2 separate regions of the Sus scrofa genome follow, and region 2 is linked to region 1. The links are chromatin contacts, called in public Hi-C maps. All regions are on one chromosome and are shown on one strand. Each heading gives the region's core, a stretch centred on a gene start, on an enhancer-like site or on the middle of the called end of the contact. The rest is flanking DNA. Distances are from core to core; before and after follow the strand shown. Region 1 holds the start of RERG (ras-related and estrogen-regulated growth inhibitor). Region 2 holds the start of ART4 (ADP-ribosyltransferase 4 (Dombrock blood group)).

Region 1 (5,348 bases), core at 1,141-3,640:
CAAGGCTACGCAGAGACTCGCATGACCTCTCCTCTTTGCTTTATCTTCTCATCTCAGGATGGTAGACAGAGTGAAATGCTCAGCCCTCAAACCATTGCTCTGTAGTGAAAACAAAGGTTTCAGATAAGGGAGGAAAAGAGCCAAGAAGAATTCCTTTATTATGGATATTGCAGGAAATTTGATATCTGATTAAAATAAACCACGTAATAAATAGAAAAAAATGTTATGAAGGAAATAAAGGAGGAAAAGATCATAATAAGCCAAAGAAGGGTTAAGGCAAAATGAATTAAAAACAGCAAGGAAAGGTGGATATTCTCAAATAAACAAGATAGCACCTAGAAGACCTACTTGAAAACATCGCTTGGAGTACCCTGGTGGTCTAAGGGGTAAGGATTCAGTGTTGGGATGTAACCAAAAAAAAAAAAAATTACTTAATGAACAAATGAAGGGCTTAATCAAAATAATCAGGAATAGTAGAACTATGGTAAAATAATTAAATACATTTATTCCATTTAAATGGAATAAAGTTTTAAAAAAACTAAGTTTTAAAGAACTTTGGGAATTAAAGCTACGAAACAAATCAAATATTATAAATCGATAAAAATTATACAGAAATAAAAAAATAAATAAACAGGAGTTTCCATCGTGGCTCAGTGGAAATGAACCTGACTAGCATCCATGAGGATGCAGGTTTGATCCCTGGCCTCGCTCAGTAGGGTAGAGATAGGGCGTTGCTCTGAGCTGTGGTGTAGGTCGCAGACGTGGCTCAGATCAGGCGTTGCTGTAGCTGTGGTGCAGGCCAGCAGCTACAGCTATGATTTGACCCCTAGCCTGGGAACCTCCATGTGCTGTGGGTGCAGCCCTAAAAAGACAAAAAAAAAAAAAAAAAAGTAAAAATATAAGATGAAGGAGGGGAACATGAGAGACATAATAAGAGGCTAATTTCCTCCTCTTTAAACAGCAAGAAGTCAATTAACATTGACTAAAATAAATATATGGTTAAACAAAAATTATATAGATATATAAAAACCCATTTAAATTTAAATATAAGCAAATATATGGTTAAACACAATGAATTAAGATGTCATTAATATGCAATTAATAATTTTTACTTAAGGTAGCTTTATTATGTAATAAGTAATTTTAACATATCTAATTATTATGCGACTAATAATTTTAACCTTTAAGGTAAAATATCTCATGAGGTGAGTAAATATATTAAGATCCTGTTCAGGGAGCTAATTCCTAGCTTTGTGCAGACACAGCTCCTCCATTCAGCATGGCTCACAACTGGTGGCTTTCCAGGTCAGCTGGTCCTGGAAACTGCCTGCCCTGTTACACCGCTTCCATCAGGGACACAGACTGTTCACCTACCACTGTTCACTTAGTCTATTCGACATGGCAGTGGTTTTCTGGAGGCCATCGGGTGTCTTGTTAAGAACACCAGGCTTCACAGGAAAACAAATAATATGGGTGTTTCGTGCTTCTCATCAAAAGTTTCATAGTTTTGGGAAATCTTTTAATCTCCCTGAAACTCACCTCCTTGGCTCTGAAATGCAATTTTTTTTTTTTTTTTAAATGGCTGCACCTGCTGCATATGGACTTCTGGGCTAGGAGTTGAATCCAAGCTGCAGCTGGGGCCTACCACAACCATGGCAACATCAGATCCTTAAACCCACTGAGCAAGGCCCAGGATGGAACCTGCAACCTCAGAGAGACAATGTGGGCTCTCTGCTGAGCCACAATAGGAAATCACGGAAGGCTAATAATTTTAATGAGTGCCTACCTCAATGAAGGGAGTAAATATCAGATGAGATGAGAGATGTGAAAGGGAGTCTAGCGCAGCACAAATATTAATCATTTTCGTTAGGTTTGAGGATGATTGAGTGTGATTTCAATTCGAACGTTATAAATGCTGATCTTGTAAGGGGAAATGTGAATCTTTTGGAACTTTCTCCAGTATAGAGATATGAAGTTCAATTTAATGCAGTACATATGTCTCTCCTAGCATCTCAGCTTCCAATCGGCCTGGATTTTTATTCCAACCATTTACTAGCCTTGGACAAGTGATTTATCCTCTGTTTCCTCGTGGGAATCATGGGGAAAGTTAAACGTACCTCTAAGGGATGTTGTGAGGACCTTCTGAAGTAAGGAATCGAAAAGGTCACATACTGATCCTTTTACAGGCAAATGTTTTAACCCAAGGAGTGAGATCCTTCAACGAGAACCTAGAGGCCGGGAATCTAGCAGGAGAAAAGGGAAGCCTGTCCGAGTGCAGCTCGAAAACTGATTTTTGAATGATCCAGCCTGGAGGCGGCTTCGCTGGAGGAGCCGAGCGCTAGCCCCAGTAGGGGGCGCGCGAGCGCCACACTGCAGCATCCCGGCGGCCTCGTCCGCCGGAGCCCGCGTCCTGCCGCAGTCCATCCGCCGCTAGTCGGAGAGAGTGGTTGCGGGGAGACCCGGGCCACTCCGCCAGCTATTACTGCTACTGCCGCTGCCCCCCGCAGTCGCAGCCCAGCAGCCGGGAAACGCCACCCACAGATTGGGCCGCGCAGCGTGGGAGGGGTAGCGGTCCCGGGGGACTGATTCTGAACTTGCAGGGGGACCGCGGCTCTCTGGGCCTGGAGAGTGTGAACAGGTGAGTGTCACGCACGTGCCCAGGTGGCTTTTTCGGGATGACTTCCTGAAGACCCTTCCGAGCCCCTGAACGCTCGGCCTCCGGGGCGGCCCTCCTGGCCACGGGGTCCTCTCAGCCAGGGCTTTGGGGGTCGCCGAGAGGGAGATGTAAGCGCTGGTGCCCCGAGCTTGACAGCGCCCTCGGTCAGAGCTGAGACCTAGAATGCCCTTTTGACTTAGGCAGCGTTTGCTCCCCAGGTTGAAAGCAAGTGACCCGCAGTCCATGATGGGTTTGTTTATCGTTCCAGGATACCTGTTGCTTTCAGAATAACGCCATAGCCAGGAGTCTCTTACAACGGTACTCATCCCTGTGCGTGCTGCGTTGTGATAAAATGCGGGAGAATTCCTCATATTGAGACCAGGAAAACTTGATTTCAGAGCTAGGGAAGTAGCAGCCGGAAGACCAGACTAGATTCCCACGACCAGACTAGATTCTTTGCTTCCCTAAACACCTGCACTTTATTTTGATGAGACCATAAATACAGCAGTTAGAAACACTATTATCTTATAAATCGTATATACCTTATCAAGATGCTTGTTTTTTTGTTTTGTTTTTTTTGCCAAGAGGAAGTAGAAAGCATGGACCTTGATAAGTATAATAGTCTGAAAAATGGTTTATGATGCATAAATTATTTTTTAAATAAGTTTAAAAATCAGCTTATTAGTGAACCAAATGTCATACATCTATGGGATTGTAAGCTCCTTGAAGGTGGCCGCTTTTATGATTAGCATAAAAGTGGCATGAATCAATGCATGCATTAATAGTAACACAGAATTTCGAGTCTGGCTTTTTTTTTTTTTTTTTTTTTCTTATTCTAAGCGTTATTTTGGTATCTTTATGTTTAGGGGAAAAAAATCAATACACCTTTAATCTCTGAAATATCTAAGTGTGATTTTAGCTCTAGGAGTGATAGGAACTAAGAAGTTTTTGTCCTAATAAAGCACTATCCATATAAAAGGTGAATGGCAGCTTCAAGACCCAGCCAGAATATTTCTGCACAACAACATGAAAACGAATGTCTTTTTAGATCCATGTTATGGAAGGTCTTGGATCATGAATTATTTAGAACATCAGAGACTTGGCAACAGGTCACTTATTAAAATAATGTACACATTTATCTTTGTTTTATACATTTATCAAATGTAACTTTGCACATTTTCATGTGAGAAATAAAATGTTGAAGGGTGTATGTCCGTTTTGTGTCTTTAAGGGATGTTTCTAAACATAACATAAGATAGGCAGTAACTAGCTGTATCCTGATTCAGGTACATATGAAAAATTTAATCCACACAATTTTCCTTTCTTATGTCAAATTCCTATGCCTCTGAGGCTATTTGGGAGTTACTGAAAAATTAACTTAGCAATTTTTTTTTTAATCACATTTGATGGCTACTTTCTTGAAGCATAAATCAGATAGTAAATTATCTGGATTTTATGTGCATGGGAATGAACAGTTTTGCATGAAATAAATTGTTGTTTATATAAGCTCCAGACACTTTCATGTTCTATGTTTCAAAGAAATGCTTGCCATTCTTATTTAGAAGGTATTTAGATAATATATCTCGATATATTATGCTTCTGTGATATTTCTGTGATGAGGCTCTGAACCTTAAACATAGAGGCCTTTACTTAATGAATGCATATAAAATGACAAATAAAATTCTTTTATCTTTAGCCAAAAGTATGGGACTAGACAAATTACAGATGTTAAATCCTTCTGGGGTTTATGCTATTAATGATCTCTAAGGAGTTTTTTCATTTGGGATGAAGTAAACCACAGCCAATGTTAGTATTGACCTTTTTGTCCTTCCGAGGAAACTCTGGCACTGTAGAAATCAGCAAATGCAAAATTTGTCAGGTACAGATCAATGGTTTAGATGCATAATGAAGGAAACAATTGCATGAAGGAAACAATTTCTTTGTAGAAACACTTTTTCAAAAGAACCTTTACTTCTTTCTTGCTCCGGAGAAGCTCCTTTTGAAAATTTATAGATGCCAACAAGCTGGCAGAAGCAGTTCATTTGTTTAGATAACAGACTTGAAAGTGAAGTCTTGGGTTTAAGTTGAAAACATTGATTGCAGAAGTTCAGAACTGGAGAGCCTTAGTATGAATTACTGTGGAAATATACCCCCAGTGCCCAGATGACAAAGAGGAAGAATCTCATGAAACTTTTGTTGGGTCATGGTCAGGTCACATCTCAAGGGGCAAATGCAGTAGATGCCAGGCTTCTAGAGTGAGTAAAGTAGCAAGTGCCAGAGGTGGGAGCTGCTAATGGTCAAGGCGAGGGTCAAAAAAATATAAACAAGAACAGACGTCCTATAAAGAACAAGGAAGACACCAGGTCTCATTTTCCTAGAAAGCAGGAGTCTTGAACAGAGCAAAGGTTCCTAATAGCTACTAGGCTACTTGAAGGCTCCGAGTTAAAAGTTACTTTAATGCCCCTTCTCCCCCTATACCTGGAAGTGGTAAATCAGACACAGGATGGTTGTTAGATGGTTGTCTGATAAAAAGGAAAAATTCTAGTGATGGCTAGTGGATTTTTTCTTTTTCTTTTTTTTTTTTTAAACGGCCACACCTGCTACATATGTAAGTTCCCAGGCTAAGGGTCAAATTGGAGCTGCAGCTGCCGGCCTACGCCACAGCCACAGCAATGCCAGATCCAAGCTGCAT
Region 2 (5,348 bases), core at 1,228-3,727, 360 kb after region 1:
AATATAGTCTATGCATCCACCCCATGTTTAATCACATGGTAACAATGATGGTAGAATATTATACAGCCATAAAAGAATTATGTTTTCAATAAGTATTAAGTTATATGGAGATGTGCTTACATTAAAACATTAAGGGAGGAGTTCCCCTTGCTGCTCAGTTGTAATGAATCCAACTAGTATTGATGAGGACTTGGGTTCAATCCCTGGCCTCGATCAGTGGGCTGGGTTCTGGCGTTGCCATGAGCTGTGATAAAGGTCCCACACGCTGCAGTGTAGGTCGAAGATGCGGGTCTGATCTGGCCTTGCTGTGGCTGTGGTGTAGGCCAGCAGTTGTAGCTCCAGTTTGACCCCTAGCCTGGGAACTTCCATATGCCATGGGTACAGCCCTAAAAAGACCAAAAAATAACAATAATCATAATAATAAAAGGGAAATCAACTATACTTCAATTTTTTAAAAAGAAACATAAGACATAGAAGAAAAAAAATTAAGAGGGAAGAAAGCATGCAAGATCACATTCATTATTTCTGTGCTAGAATGTGTGTATGTGTGTGCATATAAAACCAAAACCTAAATCTAAATAGTACCTTTATCCAGATGATGGGTCAAAAGTAATTTTATTTCCTCCTTTATACTTGTCTAGATATTCTGAACTTTTGTAATGAGACATAGCTGCTGTAACTGTCAGAAAATTTAAATTAAAAATATTTTCACGGAGTTCCCATGGTGGCGCAGTGGTTAACGAACCCGACTAGGAACCATGAGGTTGTGGGTTCAATCTCTGGCCTTGCTCAGTGGGTTAAGGATTCGGTGTTGCCGTGAGCTGTGGTGTAGGTTGCAGACCTGGCTCGGAACCCGCATTGCTGTGGCTCTGGCGTAGGCTGGTGCTACAGCTCCGATTAGACCCCTAGCCTGGGAATCTCCATATGCCGCGGGAGCAGCCCTAGAAAAGGTAAAAAGACAAAAAAAAAAAAAAAAAAGTATTTTCAGGAGTTCCCTTGTGTCTCAGCAAGTTCAGGATTCAGCATTGTCACTTCTGTGGCTTGGGTAACTGCTGTGGCATGGGGTCAGTCCTGATCCAGGGAACTTCTGTATGCTGTGAACATGGCTGAAAAGAGAGAGAGAGAGATAGATAGATAGATATTTGGGTACTGAAAAAAAAATACCAAAATTTTCAGAAAAAGATTTAGTTTCTCATCACAGTTAAATAATGAATTGGAATGTATAAGTGGGAAATACTTACAAGAATAATTACCCCAAGGGTTGGGAATAGAGGAAGGATGTTCAGACTAGAAAGGGATATGCCTAAGAGAGGGTTTTTCATAGGACATTTGTGCTGAATGAACTTGGCACACATAAAACTTTCTGGCAGGATGTCACTTACTTTTGAGTTTGAGTACTGAGTACTGTCAGATGTTCAGAGGCTGTCTTTTTTTTTTTTTTTTTTTTTGGCTTTTTAGGGACATACCCACAGCACATGGAGGTTCCCAGGCTAGGGGTCAAATTGGAGTTGCAGATGCTGGCCTGTACCACAGCCACAGCAATGCCAGATCCGAGCCACATCTGCGACCCACACCACAGCTCACGGCAACACAGGATCCTTAACCCACTGAGCGAGGCCAGGGATCAAACCCGTGTCCTCACATTTACTAGTCAGGTTCTTAACCCACTGAGTCACAACGGGAACTCCAGAGGCTGTTTCCTGACAGTAGTCATTTCAATTCATTACAAACTAAGCTAGTGTGGATTGAGACTCTGGTGCCTTCAGAAAAGAAAACAGAAGATCTGAGACCCCAACAGGTATGATTTCTGGAGTGGACGATTTTAAACGTTCAGTAGAAAAGCAGTAGAAGCATTCATGTTGTGGCTCAGTGGGTTAAGAACCCGACATCGTGTCTGTGAGGATGTGGTTTCAATCCCTGGCCTCACTCAGTGGGTTAAGGATCCAGCATTGCCATGACCTTCAGCATAGGTCACAGAGGCGGGTTAGATCTGGTGATGCTGCGGCTGCGGCATACACTGGCAGCTGCAGCTCTGATTCGACTCCTAGCCTGGGAACTTCCATATGCTGTACAAAGGAAAAAAATAAAAGTTAAAAAAATAAAAAAGAAAGAAAAGCAGCAGAGAGAGTCTTCTTTTTGATAGGAACTCTACTGTAGTACTTTGTGACAGCTTTTTCTGGGCAGGGCCTACCAGCAGCACCAGATAAGCCCACCAGAGATCCACCTTGAACTAGCATCTTCCTAGTGACCTGCATAACCCAATCCTATCACCCCCAGTGGAAGCTGCAGCTGAAGATAAGGCCACTTGGCCCCAGACACTGCACAGTGTGTGCTTTTCCTGCTTAGAAAGCCTGAACTGGTGAGGCTGACCCTTTACAAGCTAAGAAAGGCCAAGCTCGTGAGCCTGAACCTTAACAAGCTCTTGGAATTCATACAGACTAGAGCAGGATTTTTTTTTTCTACTGGAAACTAACGCATTCACTTTTAAAAATACCTTATTTGGTGCACAAGTCTGGCTATTTCACAGAGATTTCAGCTTTCCAAGTGAGCTGGAGCTCATCTCTTCCCTTGGAAGAGCTCCTATTTGATGGTGGTCAGCAGAAGTCTCAACATAGATGTGGGCAAGGAAGGTTCTCACTGAGACTCACCCAAAGAAAACCTCCAAGGAAGAGAGAGTTCATTTCAGGATGAAGTTGCAAGTACGAAGAAGTATTTTCAACCCAAGCAAAAGCCGTCCATTGACCCACAGAGGCAGGAGGACTCCTCTTCCAACTGCTGCAGCCCCTGAAGTGAGAATCTGGCTCCTGAAGGGACCACTGCCTCTCCTGCTGCTGTGCTCGAGTCTGCAGAGCCCCACGGTGAGTTCCCAGGTAGGAGGCGATCTCTTCATGATCGGAGCTTCCATACGGGGGTGCTCCTGGTGACAACTTTTAGTCCCTTGGAATGTGATTCCATTTAGACATTTTAACAAGGAATGCTAGCAAAGGGGTTGAAAACAAGGTTTAAAAATTGTGGAGTTCAGAGTTCCTGTCGTGGCATAGTGGTTAACGAATCCTACTAGGAACCATGAGGTTGCAGGTTCGATCCCTGGCCTTGCTCAGTGGATTAAGGATCCGGCGTTGCTGTGAGCTGTGGTGAAGTTTGCAGACTGCAGCTCGGATCCCGTGTTGCTGTGGCTCTGGCATGGGTCAGTGGCTACAGCTCCGATTCGACCCCTAGCCTGGGAACCTCCATATGCCGCGAGAGTGGCCCAAGAAATGACAAAAAGACAAAAAAAAAAAAAAATGTGGAGTTCTACAGTTCATATTGTGGCTCAGTGAGTTAAGTACCTGACATAGTGTTCCTGAGGATGCCGGTTTGATCCCTGGCCTCGCTCATGGCCATAAGCTGTGGTGTAGGTTGCAGGTGCAGCTCAGATTCCATATGGCTGTAGTTGTGTCGTAGTAGCTATAGCTCTGATTCAACCCCTAGCCCAGAAATTTCCATATGCTGTAAGTGTGGCAAGAAAGAAATAAAAGAAAAATTTCAGAGTTCTTTGCAGTTCACAAATGTGGCATCATGAAAGCTAGAGGCATAGCATTATTTTCTTGATGATCCATAAAACACTAAGTAAAACACTGTGTCTGTAGGACAAATAACATGAAATAAACCAAGTCTATTTCGCTTTCGCCTGTTCACATGGCTCAACTCAGAAGAAGCATTATAAAGTTCTATATAAGGAAAAATAACTCATATTAAGAGATAATGGAAGACACACTTGAGATCTAGTACTATACTAAAGTTTGAGAGTTCACAAGATTTAACAGAAAATGATATTTTTTATTTTGTTTTGGCTTAAACAGATTCTATAGAACTATTTGTAAACCTGCTTTAGTTATTAAGTCATTTAAGCAGTCTTAAATGTTTCTTTTAATTGATGTATAGTTGATTTACAATGTTGTGTCAATTTCTGCTATAGAGAAAAGTGTTTCATATATATATTACATATATACATACACAAACACACACATGTATATATATACTTTTTAGATTCATTTCCATTGTGGTTTATCTCAGGATACTGAATATAGTTCCGTGAATATAGCTTATACTAAAGCAGGAAGCATTCGTAAAATTTTATTCATTTTCACACAACCGGATGACTTCTCAACATAAATAACATAAATGGTATGTTTTTGAGTTCCAGCTGCAACATTGTTGACATTCACTGAGTGGAATCTTATCTCTTACTATGTTCCTTCACAACTACTCTTTATTAGAAAAGCATCATTTCTTTGCCAAGAAAGAAACATCTTGGAATTTAGATAATTGAAAATATGGCTCGGAATTATGAAATGATACTTAGTGAATTTGTATTCAAATCTCTAACGTCAATTTAATATGTGCTAGATATCAATAAGTAATATTCAGTTGGGTACCCATGAAAAAATGTCTTTTTCCCACTCCTGTTTTCTAAGAGGAAGGATTTTCCCAGGAACATGCTTGATCACTGTTTAACCCTTTCCTCACATGGCTCCCTTGGAGCTGGGTGAATTTACCTAATTGGTAACGTCAGAGAGAATAACTGGATGTGCTGAGTTTGACTCTGCTCTTCTTCCTCTTGGGAGTTAGAGTGATGGCAAAAGGCATGAGTTCTCTGTTCCTCTGTGATAAGAATCTTACCTGGATAGGCTGCAATCCAATACTGCCTACAGTAGGTGGGCAAGTCAGCCTCCTTCTGGGTTTACCCTTAACAAGCCCACCAGCCATCAGACCTCAAAATGTGTGCCCCAACAGGGCCTCATTCAGCAGTAAAAATAATATTTTAGCCCTTGCATTTGTTCTTTTTTTCTTCTCCCCTCATTTTTTTTAGGTCCCAGGCAGAGGAGAGGTCTGTCATTTACGGGGGATCCCCTTGGAGAACCCAGCATTACTCATCACTCAAGTCTTTTCTTAAATAAAATCCAGAGACTTAATACAGGCTTTAGGTGTTCCTGAAAGAGCTACTCCTTAAAACCCACTTGTCAAAGAATGTGAATGGGATCAGGAAAGAAAACAGAAAGTATAGTTAAATTTTAAGGTTATTAACTTTTTTCTTCAGAAAACTCAATATGCAAAAAAGACTGTTTTCAGTGATACAAAAAGAGTCACTTCCTCCCTGGGGAGATGAAGTTTTTTGGCGCTTTCAGTAACATTTGTCAAACCCAATTCGATATCTAGCACAGGTCACAGACACAGGAAGGACTGTCGCAATATAATGGTTATGAGTGAAACTTACGTCGGCAAATAGTGATTTTTAAGCAGAAGATGTGGTTTTAGAGAGTATAGCATATGGCTATGACGTAAAAATTTAAAAAAAGAAACCTCCA

What was found. A called contact is a pair of places that touch in the nucleus more often than the background predicts.
Region 2: a contact with region 1 is called in a Hi-C map of embryonic fibroblasts, with 1.7 times the contacts expected there. The contact joins the promoter of ART4 here to the promoter of RERG in region 1. A contact is called at or near these places in 3 of 47 Hi-C or Micro-C datasets (embryonic fibroblasts, liver and retroperitoneal adipose tissue).

The regions. Positions count from the first base shown.
Region 1 is chr5:57,346,996-57,352,343 of Sscrofa11.1, forward strand. It overlaps RERG (ras-related and estrogen-regulated growth inhibitor), which reads left to right and starts at 2,391. Exons shown (of 5, transcript XM_003481681.4): 1 at 2,391-2,638.
Region 2 is chr5:57,706,375-57,711,722 of Sscrofa11.1, forward strand. It overlaps ART4 (ADP-ribosyltransferase 4 (Dombrock blood group)), which reads left to right and starts at 2,478. Exons shown (of 3, transcript NM_001272094.1): 1 at 2,478-2,870. The coding sequence starts at 2,688.